2 separate regions of the Callithrix jacchus genome follow, and region 2 is linked to region 1. Evidence: chromatin contacts called from public Hi-C data. All regions are on one chromosome and are shown on one strand. Each heading gives the region's core, a stretch centred on a gene start, on an enhancer-like site or on the middle of the called end of the contact. The rest is flanking DNA. Distances are from core to core; before and after follow the strand shown. Region 1 overlaps DNER (delta/notch like EGF repeat containing). Region 2 overlaps DNER (delta/notch like EGF repeat containing).

Region 1 (6,115 bases), core at 1,931-4,430:
TTCTTTTTCTTTTTCTATGTCCCTTTCTCTGTTTCTTTTCTATCTTCATCTTGATACCTTTGGGTCTCTTTTTCTCTCTCCTTTCTCCCCTTCCCATGCTTCCCGGTTCCTGCTTTCTCTTTGTCTGCCCTCCCTCCACCTCCGACTTTTTGTATCTTCTTACATAACCTTCTTCCTTAACTACAGCACAATCGAGCTCCTCAGCAGCTGGTTCAGTGCTTGATAGTGTAGTCAGACAGATTTCAGCAAATACTCATGAAACTGATTTTTTTTTCAAATCACTTCTGTTTTCCTAGGAGAAGCTGTCAATTCTTTTTGTTCAGTCAAGGTCTGCTTCTCCTAGAAGGTGGTTCCCTTCCATTCCATTTCCATCCCCAGCCCCTTCCTTCTAATGAGTTTTTGTCATATTTGAAAGTGCCTACAAGAGAAATTGGCCCACAGAAGGGGACTCAATAAATGTCCATTCCTGCGCTCTTCTGAAAGAAATAAAACAAGCCAGGAACCTGGGCTTCCCCCTCCACTTCTCCTTCCTTCTCACCCTTCACATACTATTCATGACCAGGTATTTCTATTTACTTTTTAAATGGCTCTTGACATTTGTATTCCACGTGGCCCTGTCACCACTCTCATCCCAGCCATTATTTCCCAAGACAATTGCAGCAGCCTCTTCACTGATTGCTCTACATTATTTTTTATTTTTTTGAGATGGAGTTTTGCTCTTGTTACCCAGGCTGGAGTGCAATGGCGTGATCTCAGCTCACCGCAACCTCTGCCTCCTGGGTTCAGGCAATTCTCCCGCCTCAGCCTCCTGAGTAGCTGAGATTACAGGCACGTGCCACCATGCCCAGCTAATTTTTTGTATTTTTAGTAGAGACGGGGTTTTACCATGTTGACCAGGATGGTCTCGATCTTTTGACCTCGTGATCCACCCGCCTCAGCCTCCCAAAGTGCTGGGATTACAGGCGTGAGCCACCGCGCCCGGCCCTCTCTCCATTATTCTTGCAGGTCTTATCCCCATTCTCCAAATGGTAGCGGAGCAATCTCTCTGCAATGTAAATCTGATTTTGTATTCCCCCCACCACCCCTCATTAAAGATGCTGCCAGGCCTGACACCTGCCTGTTCTTGCTTCTTTTCTGCCCTTTGCTCTACAGTGGGCTCTGACCCACGTCCAGAACAAGTCACAGCTGTGCTCCCCTACCATAGGTCTTTTGCACACACAGCTTTTCCTACCTTGACTTTTCTCATCATTCTTCTGTTTACCCCTCCCTTTCAGCTCACTCTCCCCTCCTCCTGGCAGCCTCCCTGGGGTAAGGTCAGTTCTCCAGCATCTCCTCCCTCCTGGACCCTCATTGCTTACACTCCCCAGGTATGACTTTGCATTGACTTGAATGATGGATTGATGCTTTTCCCCTTATAAGCGCCTCAGTAAAGGCCCTTTATCTGTTTTAACTCACCATGTAGCCCCAGTGACTAGCACAGTGCCTGACACGTAGTAGGCATTGAGTAACTATTTGTTGACTTAAGGAATGAATCAATCGAGGAGGCAAACATAAGAAACAGAGAATTATCAATCTTCCCCATGTGGCTATTAGAGCCAGAGAATCAGTGAGGGGGAGAATATAAACTCATGGTGTGAACAGCGAGGATATGATTTAGAGCCGGCCCTTCATCATCCATCTCTTTGGAAGCGCAGGGGGGGAGGTGGAAATTTGTAGATGGCTCAGTAATATAAATAATAGGGAGGTTTTACAGTCAAAAACTTAGCCTCTGTCTTTAGTCCTTTTAATTTAATGTTTATAAAAACCACAGCAAGTGGAAATATTGACAGATTTGGGTCTTTTTGTGTCTATTTTCTTTTTTGGCTGAGGTGACATGAGCAATAAAAGTATAAGAAATTCGAGATTAAAGAAATAAGCAACATCAGCGGCTATTGTCCTCCACGCACCAGCGAACGTTCTGCATGGACTTACACAACGTCCTCCACGTTCACACACGTTTTTGGCTTTATTGTGTGTGTTGTATGTGTGTGTGACAAGCGTGATTGCTCAGTGAAAACCTGTGCAGTTATCAATACTAGCAGCTTCCTTTAAACAAGAGCATTTGAACACTTAGTAGGATTAATGTGAGCCCAGATTCTTGCCTCTTTTTTTATTTTGGTTCTTAAATCAATTTCCATTTGGAACCTGCCAGCAACAAGAGGGACTAAGGGAGATAGGTACGCGTGCACGCACACACACACACACACACACACACACACACACACACGCAGTTTCCCTTGAAATAAGCTCTGCACGGCAAAATGAATGCTACCGTCTCACATTCCAGAGCACGAGGGCTTTATGACCATCAGTGAGTTTAGCCAGAATTTGAAAGCTCACAATCATATGAACATAATAGGATATTTTCTCTGTGCCCCATGTCTTTAACTGCTATGGGTGAGGTGGAATATTTGGTCTTCCAGGAACTGGCCTAGACTTGAATCAGAAAGTCATGTGTTTTCACATTTTATCCACTCATGCTGAAAAGAGAGGAAAACATCCTTTGAGTTGCAACACATCCTTAAGGGAACCACTCTCCACACCCCCACACTCACTCCAGCCTGATTATCAAGTAAAACCAAATATAATCCCCAAACACCTTCCATTCACTCTTGCCTTGAATTTGGTCTGCACGCACTAGGGGAGTGAGCAGCATGGCCTCCTCTGTGTTGTCCTGATTGCAGCTCCTGGTCTTCAAAGGTCCTGTTGGTCTGAGGCAGCAGGAAGCACAAATCGCCCTCCAGAGGTGATAACTGATGGATGGGTTGCTCGGAATCTGTTGCATGAAGTGTGAAAGCCATCTGGCTACAATTAGAATCTTAGAGTTTGGGATATATTTGAGTGTGATGAGGGATGGGTGAGGGGAGGGAAAGTGCTCCTGTGAGCAAACACAGTGTGCAGCCAGATGGATGTTTAAATGATGTCTTGAGACAGTGTTGAGAGGGAAGATGGTGAAAGGCCATGGAAGGCCTTGCCTTTCACTGGCAGGAGTAGGAATTGAGTGCCTCTTAAGTCCTTTATGCAGCAAAGTGTCCTGTTCTGGAGCAGGTCAGGCTCTGTGGGGTAGAATCTGAGCTCCACCGTGCCTTTGCTGAGCTGCTCAAGCCTGTAGGGCTGTGGTCTTTTCATCTGAAAAGAAAGAAGAAGGCTAGCTAGAAACGAGCTCCACCATGCGGCTTGAGGCTTGATAAGGGGCACAGAGAGGAGTCCCATTCCAAGGGCACAGCGTTCAATGGGGTTCTCATTAGCTCAGAAATCACCAGGCAGGGTCTCCCTTCTTACTCCTGTTTATCCCATTCACTTGGTATGAGTCAGCACCAGATATGCCCAGGGCCTGTTTTCTTCTGTGGGACGGTGGTGCTGGAGAGAGTCCAGCACTGTTGGAATCTAGTACGTAGAGGTCAGGGATGTTGCTCAACATTCTACAGTGCACAGGGAAGCTCCCGGCAAACACGATCTGGTCCAAAACACCAATGTCTCATGACTGAGAAACTCAGATTCTAGGTGTTAAGGATTAAATTATGTCCCCTCACCCCCCATTCCATGTTGAAGTTGTAACTTCCATTGTGTTTGGAGATAGGGCATTTAGAGAGGTAAAGTTCAGTGAGGTTATAAGGGTAGGGCTGTAATGCAATAGCACTGGTGTCCTTAGGAGAAGCAGAAGGATACCAGGAGTGCTCACACACAGAGAAGAGGACATGTGAGGACTCATAGAGAAGGCAGCCATCTGCAAGCCAAGGGGAGAGGCCTCGGGTTTGAAACCATACCTCCTGACACCTTGACCATGGACTTCTAGCCTCCAAAACTCTGGGAAAATACATTTTTGTTTAATTCAACCAGTGCTATAGTATTTTCATGGGAGCCCTAATAAACTAAGGCACTGGGCAATGAGTTTGGAGGCAACATGGCAAAGAAGGATTGACTACGCCACCTTGGGCAGATTTCTTTACCCCTCTAACTCTTAATTCCTCATCTATAAATTGGGAGTAGTCATGCCCGTCGCCTTGGGTTTTTATGAGAATTAAACAAGTTAACACGCATAGAAGGCCTGACACAAGGCAGATGCCACTGACTTGCTACCACACTGGAAGCTCCATGGAGGTGGGGACCCTGTTCTTTAGCTTTGGACCCAGTACCCAGGGTACCTGAAAGAAACATTTTAAAAGTGCATTGAATCAATTGATAACATTTTGGGTGCTTATTCAACCCAAAGAAGTTCAAGTTTATTTGTGCAGCTTTTCCAAAACAGATACCACAGGTACAGCTGTGAACACTGTATTCGCAGACTCTATCCTCTAGCTTACACTGTAGTGGAGGAAGAGACATGGTAATCAAGTAAAGAACTATGTTAAAAATAGGATTTCAGACAGTTACAAATACTATGATGGAAATCAGCTGAGTGTTGTGCTGAGTTGCTAGTGGGAAGAGCTACTTTACATAGCATTGTCAGAAAACTATCTGAGGAGGTGATTTTTTGTTGATGTTTTTGTTTATGGATGAATATTCTTTATTGGAGATTTAAATTCCACTAGCGCTGTTGTTCTTGTGATTTTATAAAATGATGAATAACTCTTGGTACAAACTTCTCTTGATTTATTCAGTAGTACATTCTAGGAAAACTCAATATATATATATTTTTTGAGATGGGGTCTTGCTCTGTCACCCAGGCTGGAGTGTAGTGTCATGACCTTGGTGCTCTGTAACCTCCTCCTCCCAGGTTCAAGTGACTCTTGTGCCACAGTCCCCAAGAAGCTGGAATTATAGGCGCCCACCACCACACCCAGATACTTTTTGTATTTTTAGTAGAGACGGGATTTCATGGCGTTGGTCAGGTTCGTCTTGAACTCCTGACCTCAAGGGATCCAACCACCTCGGCCTCTAAAAGTGCTGGGATTATAGGTGTGAGCCGCTGTGCCAGGCTTAAAACTCAGTATATCTTAAAAGGGTGCATAAAAAGAAGTTAGGTTTTAGTCTGGGAAAGTTATCGACAGAGTTTTCACCTACATGAAGATTCAGTGGGACAGTCCCAAGTTGTGAAGAATGAGGAGGTATTCTTTGCTATGCAGGAATATTCAGGGCGTGGCAAGATGTTTAATATCTTTGCCCCTCCCACCCCCCAAATTCCAGTAGAATCTGCCCATCATTGTGATAAGGACCACTCCCACCCCTAATTGCCTGAAACACCCTCTAAGGGCTAGCACAGCCTCCATTAAGAGCCATGGTTTTGAGGGTATCCAGTGACCGCCTTGTTTTCTAGTGCAGTGGTCATTCTCGCCCAGGAGAGCCTCTGACCCTGCTAACCCGCCTTCCTTGACTTCCTTGCATCCTTTGGCTTCCAGGGCACTGCATGCCTTGGGCTTTTCTTTTCTTCCTTGCTCAATCTCTATCTGGTGACCTGATCTGGCTCCTTGTTCTTCATCTGCCCATCTGGTCTGACCTTGTTCCCTTCTTTTTTCCCTTTCATTTTCTTCTTTGATGAAAACTTCAAAACCACGTCTAGACATCTCATTCCTAAAGTGTTCTTTCTAAGCCATTTGCACACATATTTCCAACTGCCACCTGGACCTGCCCAAGTGCATTCAATCTAAACATGTCCAAAGTTAAACCAGTTTTCTTCCTCTAAGCCTGTTTTCTCCAAACTAAGCCTGTTTTTCCTTTGGTGGTACCTCTTGGTGATAATGACATCATCCACTCACTCGGCTAAACAATGGCAGCCATCTTGACCGCTTTTTCTCACTCCCCACATCTGGTTGGTTGCTGTGCCCCGTTAATTTGAAAGAAATAATGGGAACTGATTATTCGGGAGCAAATCATGCAATGATGGGAGCAGTACTGATAAAGATCAGTGCCTTGGAAGGGGCCACTCTGATCCTACACTTTGATCTTTTATTTTATTTTAAAAAATTCTTTGGACTAACCTAATATTTTTTCAGACCCTTGGCATACCGCCCTGAGCTAATTTGTTTGGGTGAATTAATTATCAGCAGGGGGTGACAGCCTTATTTTCACAGAAGCCCTCTCTTTTGGAAGGAGTGCCTTTTTATTCAAACAGTCCAATTGAGGCTGCTTGGCACTG
Region 2 (6,115 bases), core at 2,656-5,155, 180 kb before region 1:
TCACATTTCAACATGAGATTTGAAGACACACATCCAAACCATATCACAGACATTTATTTCTCACAGCTTTGGAGACTAGGAAGTCCAAGATCAAGGCAGATTCAGAGTCTGGAGAGGGCCTCCTTCACAGCCCAAGTCTTCTCACTGTAACCTGACATGGGGGAAGGTGCTATAGAACTCTTTCAGGTGTTTTACAAGGGCACTAATCTCATTTGCCAGCCCTGTGCTCTCCTGACCTAACCACCTCTCAAAGGCCCCACCTCTTATTACCATCAATGTGGCAGTTAGGATTTCACTGATGAATTTAAGGGGGTACAAACATTCGACCACAGCAGAGTGTTATGCCCAGTGATATTTTTTGGTTATTATTTAGGTTCTATTTTTGGTACCCTGAATATTTCAATGGGGCTTAGAAAAAAGAAGCTATCAATGACTTTTGAAATATTTTCAGAATGTATTATTCTGAAATGAATAACAAAGAAACATCCAAATTTAATTTATCTTGGCAACAGAAAATTCTATTTGTTGGAACTTCGCCTATCTGAGTTTGAGTTTGGCTGTTTTATTTTCAAGCTCTTCATAAGTCTCATTCTGAAGATTTTTCAGTAGACTCCTAGAAATTGACATGAAATAAATTTGCTGGCTAGAAGAAATTTGTTGGGGAACAAATCCAAATCACGAGTTGGAAGTGACATTGGAAAGTGTAATTCCATTCTACATCTTATACTTTATATGTGTGACATCCATATAAACCTGTGTTGGTACAAGTTTCATAGTTTAAATGAAAAAACAAAACCATAGATTTTTGCATAGCATGTATTAGAGTCAAGGAATGTGTCTAGAAATTTCCCTTATTGTTATAAAGGAGATAGCAGCATTTCTCCTTTTATTTTCTTAAGTAATTCTAACCAGTTGACCCACTTTTTTTTTTCCCGTTACCACACAATTTATGAAGGCTGCATCCAGACTGCAGGGCAATGCTTTTAGCCTACCTAAAAAACTGTGAACTCGTTCCGATTTCAGACTTTTAATAAATGCTTTGAAGTTGTGATGTTAATGCTTTTTTGCTGGATGACTCAGTTCTTGAATGTGAACTAGATCTGATTCAAGTTTATCAAGGAAGTGTCCTTTAAAAGAAAATTTCCTCCCTAACCAGCCATTTCAATCCATTGATTTAAAGTCATGTTATTTTATAGTTGGTAAATGTAAAAAAGGAATGCCTCGTCTTCCTATATCTTGTGTTATTTCTTAGGCTATTCATGAAGCAGGTTTAAAGTGCCAGAGGAAGACATGTTAATATGTATGTCTAACCTGACGGGAACCCAGAGGTATATTATTATCCACTTCCCATGAAGTAATGATGCCTTGGAAACATAAAGTTATTTGGCGCCTTAGAGACCTGGGTAACAGCCATCCATTATACAATTTTAACAAGTTATGCTCACATCTTTGAATATCAGTGGTGGGCTTTGTCCATAGAATTTGATTGTAGGACATTCTGGAAAATAAGTTTTAAGTGAGGGCTATGGAGTAAAATTGCTGAGAGTTTCCGTATTGTTCTCAATTAATTCTGTGATGGTGAATACTTTTAATACTTCTTCGTTTTAGCTGACACGGGGGAGGACAGTAATTGTGGCATGAGGAGTAAGTGCGTAAATAGGTCAGGAGTATCTCACTGGACGTAGCTCAAGGTTTTTTGCAATATGCTTTTTCACAAGCACAGTCCTCCCCACCGATTAACTTCTTCTTTTTGTTTTTTAAATACACATCAATATAACGCTTTTGGGAAATAAGTTAAAAGTGAAGGTATAGCCTACAAGGAACAAGAAAGGTGGCGTTCAAGCTCCTGAGCCTCAGCAAGTACTCCTGGGACCCATCAGCCCAGAGAAGAGTCATCATACCTGATACTTCATGCCCTCTGCAAGTTGAAGGCTGGCTTGCCCAGTCATTAGGCTTTTACCTGCTGTTCCTAGGTTAGTCCTTGAAGTCTGTCTCCTGGTTACCATCAGGTTAAGCATAGGGCAAGGGCCAATGACTGCTTGTTAAATGAATGGAAAAAGAGCAGGGAGTGACATTTGCTTTCTTTCCTGCAATATCCTACTGATCAGTTTTAACAATCCCTGGAATTTGTAGATTGCTCTCAGGGAAGCTGTTGTATTTCAGAAAATCAAGTGGCAAAGCTTCATTTTCTTCTGAGTTTGTAAGGTTTCACTTCTTCGTCTCCTGTGTATCATCAAAAGGGATGAAGGAAATCAGCATGGGATTTCGCTTTGTCTTATTATTTTGTACTGTAATCAACCCCAATAACATGCCTTCTTTTTCCTTCCCAGGTGATCCCAGATGTTGCCTGTGGGAATGCCAGTTCTAACAGCTCTGCAGGTGGCCGCCTGGTATCCTTTGAAGTGCCACAGAACACCTCAGTCAAGTAAGAAAATTCTTAATTAAAACTGTGAAGAGTGATGCTATGACCTGTATGTGGGGTTGTGTCCATCCACGGACCTGTTGTGTAAGTGGTCAAGTGAGAATCGTGAATGGATTCCATGGGTAGATGTGGCCTCTGCCATTTGAAAACTAGAGGAAGCAATTTCAGAGGAGGTGACAGTGAGGGTCGTCAGGCTGGAGACGTGGAATTGAGAAATTGGACCGGATGAGTCTGGTGTGAGGTGACAAACCTTGAGGCCTTAGATAAGATCCCAGCCAGATTCCTTGTCTCCCAAATGCTTCTGCTTCCCAAATTATTGGCCTCTTAAGATTTTAATGGAACATCAGTCATATTCAGATGCATAATTTGCCCCAAATTAAAAATCTACGTATTATGATTTTATCTTTATTTTTTATTTTTTACAATTTTCTCTTTAAAAGCAAGCAGACGAGAAGAGTGTTTTGTTTTAAATTCAAGCTCTTTCAAATGACAGGGTCCATCGCCATGGGTGGGGAAGAGGGAGAGGCAGAGGGAAGCAGGGCAGGCTGAGACCTGATGTGTGCAGTGCTTCATGTGAGGCTCAAGTCAGCAGGTGCTCAGGAGCACAAAGCTGGGGGTGGGGATGGGCCAGTATTAAGGCGCCCCAGGCTGGCTGAAAATCCCCCACTGCCCATCCTTCTCTGCTGCTGTTAACTGACGCCCTCCCGACACTTCCCGTGCAACCTAAGGGGCATTTGCTGTTCAGTCTTCGGGGATTTTTAGAAGACTGGGAACATGTGTCCTGGTTAACCAGTTTGATGCCCTCTTCAGGAGCCTGTGGGCACTATAGGTCTCTTCCATGTATCCATGCCCATTTTTGTCTACCTGGCTTTCTAAACAATGCAGTCTCTGAACATGTTTGGAAGAGGAACTTCATTACATTGCTCCTGCACCCTGGTTCCCCCTGGCCTTGAACTCACTCTGGCAGGGGAAGAGCCTGGAAGGGCTGCTTGGGAACTCCTTGGGCTCAGGAGGAACACCCCATCCGGAGAGGAGGGAAGAGTTGGAGTCTGAGGCAGCTTCGAGCTCTACCAGCAGGGGGACCCCGGTCCTAAGTGTTTCTTTCATTGCTCAAGCTACCGCTGAAATCCCCGCCGTCCTGGGCTAGTTTCAGGAGCAGGATTTCTAGTTTCTTTTACTCTTATGAAAATATCTCTCAGCCCTTTCCTGTCTGGATCGTACTATCTTACCTTGATAAGCCTTTCTGAACGTTCTGGCCTTCTATCTCTTTAAATGCTTTTGTTTTTTTTCCTTTCAACAAACCTGCCATTCTCTGAGACTCCCTTAGGCTGTAGAACCCGACAGAATTAGCAGAGTCTGACTCAGATCAAGTGAGATGGGAGTGCCGAAGGGCCGACCTCTGGGCCCTGAATTCACCTGTGCGGGTTACTAGCTCCTTACGCTTCCATTTCCTCATGAATGTAGTCACTGATCAAAGCTTTACTGAGCCCCTGCTGCATGCCAGGAGCTCGGTGCTGGGGGCATGTGCAGTCTACTGTGCTCTTCTCCAGGAACACTGGGGAGAATGGGCCGCTGCTGGGATGTTGGGAAGGTGGTCAGAGGTCTCTGGGACGAGGTGATATGTGGGCTAGGAACGCATTTCCAAGGTGGAGAAGGAGACAAAGCTTGGGAGCTGAGAAAGAACTGGGTTGGGGAAGAACTGGTAGCTCCTAGTTGCTGAAGCATTGGTCTGTGAGGAGAAAGGTGAAGGGCAGCTGGGGCTGGGGTTCACGGGTCTTCTATGACATCCTTTTCTGTGTGTGTGTGTGTGTGTGTGTGTGTGTGTGTGTGTTTGAACCGAAAATGAGCCAGGGAAGGCCTGAAGCATGGGGAGGTGGATTGTGTGATGATGCCTGTGTATGAGTGTGGGGGGGTTGGGGAGAGGGTGACACACTTTTGCAGCATAACTCAGGTGGCTGTGTTGAGTTGCAGTCCACATTTATAACAAATGAAAGCAAAACTCTTTTTATATCGTATGACTATGGAAGGATTAGTCAAAAAGAGAACCTAGTGTACTCTTTTACTGTCCGTCGGAATGGTTACTCAAAGGTGAGTTGCCAAGGACTCATTTTGTGGTACATGGTGAACAAGTGGGAGTGTGCACGGTTATGCTAGATGCCCGTGCGTCTGTTCATGCCGTCGATTTCCTGGTACCTTGATGGATGCACACATCATCTTTGTATTTATTTTTCATTTGAAGGACTGGTTCTAAGATGAATTTTTCTGAAAGGAGCTTTCTGTTTATGTCATTCCTGTTTTCAGGATTCGGAAAGATGCCACTGCTTCACTGATTTTGCTGTGGAAGGTCACGGCCACGGGATTCCAACAGTGCTCCCTCATAGATGGACGAAGTGTGACCCCGCTTCAGGCATCAGGGGGACTGGTCCTCCTGGAGGAGATGCTCGCCTTGGGGAATAATCACTTTATTGGTGAGTTACCAAAATCTTCTACTCAACACTGTATCTGATTCAACCCAACCTTGGTTTGGTGTTGAGACAGTAGATAGGAAATTTGGCTCAGATAATCTGAATTCTAGCCAGCAATACTCTTTCTTCCACTTTTGGTAAGGTTTTAGAATAAAAACTGGATTCTAACATGATATTTCTTTCTTTTTCGTACTTTTTTTTTTTTTGAGACTGAGTCTTGCTCGGTCATCCAGGTTGGAGTGCAGTGGTGTGATCTTGGCTCACTACAACCTTTGCCTCCCAGGTTCAAGCAATTCTCCTGCCTCAGCGCCCCCCTCCCCCCCGCCGAGCAGCTGGGACCACAGGCATCCACCATCTCTGGGCTAACTTTGTATTTATAGTAGAGATGGGGTTTCACCAACTTGGCCAGGTTGGTCTTGAACTCCTGACCTCAGGTGATCCGCCAGCCTTCACCTCCCAAAGTGTTGAGATTACAGGTGTGAGCCTCCGTGCCTGGCCCTAACCTAGTATTTCTAGTGTAGCTTAAAGTGGAAAGGGCATGGGCTCTGGAGTCCAGTGGCTGTTCCAGCCCCGGTGAAGGCATCACAGGTGTATGATCTTTGCTGCTGAATGCTCTGGCTGTCAGTACTTTTTGGGGAGTCTTTCATCTGCATTTTTCCAGGAATTGTGGGCAACTTGAGGTGTTGGATGTTGGTCTTTCAGGATAACCTTTGTTCCCACTTGATTCTGGCCTGACTTAGGGCATTCAAGGACAGCACCTCAGTGATTTGCCACTGCAGAGCCTGCACTCAGAAGTAACTGGTGGGTTTACAGCTCTCGTTGGGGCCTCTCTCCTCCGTAGCCACCCCTCCTGTGTGAGTCGCTTCTAACTTTTTACTCTCTCTTGAACTAGCTTCTGTAGTTTAACCTTCTCAAACAACTACATGGCCAATTAACTGTTTTCTAATTCCCCAGCCTTGGTGTAGAAATAGCCGCCAGAAAAAGAGACCCTCAGTATTCTCTCCCCACCTGGACAGTTTCCAGAGGACTACTTCCCCCCTAGTTTAGCATTCTGCATCCTTTCAGTTGTCTTTGTTTCTCATCCAGCATATAGTACCTTTGAGGTTGGAACTTCGAACTCTCCCTCCCTCCCTCCCTCCCTCCCTCCCTCCCTTCTTTCCTTCCCTTCTTCCCTCTTTCCCTTCCTTCCTTTGTTTCACTCTGTCTCCCAGGAACTTGGAACTCTAGT

The links. Hi-C and Micro-C count contacts between places; a contact is called where the count stands out from the background.
Region 2: a contact with region 1 is called in a Hi-C map of skeletal muscle, with 6 times the contacts expected there. The contact joins two enhancer-like sites. A contact is called at or near these places in 3 of 3 Hi-C or Micro-C datasets (induced pluripotent stem cells and skeletal muscle).

The regions. Positions count from the first base shown.
Region 1 is chr6:150,933,061-150,939,175 of calJac240_pri, reverse strand. The region is part of intron 8 of DNER (delta/notch like EGF repeat containing); the gene reads left to right. Among named protein-coding and RNA genes, the nearest start is that of PID1, 140 kb to the right of the region's middle. Within about 2 kb of position 3,180, at least 2 of the 16 cell types and tissues checked have an H3K27ac peak or open chromatin away from gene starts, as enhancers often do. A contact at or near this core is called in skeletal muscle, where this site is marked.
Region 2 is chr6:151,111,236-151,117,350 of calJac240_pri, reverse strand. DNER (delta/notch like EGF repeat containing) reads left to right here. Exons shown (of 13, transcript XM_002749868.6): 3 at 2,331-2,425; 4 at 4,724-4,890. Among named protein-coding and RNA genes, the nearest start is that of DNER, 140 kb to the left of the region's middle. Within about 2 kb of position 3,905, at least 3 of the 16 cell types and tissues checked have an H3K27ac peak or open chromatin away from gene starts, as enhancers often do. A contact at or near this core is called in skeletal muscle, where this site is marked.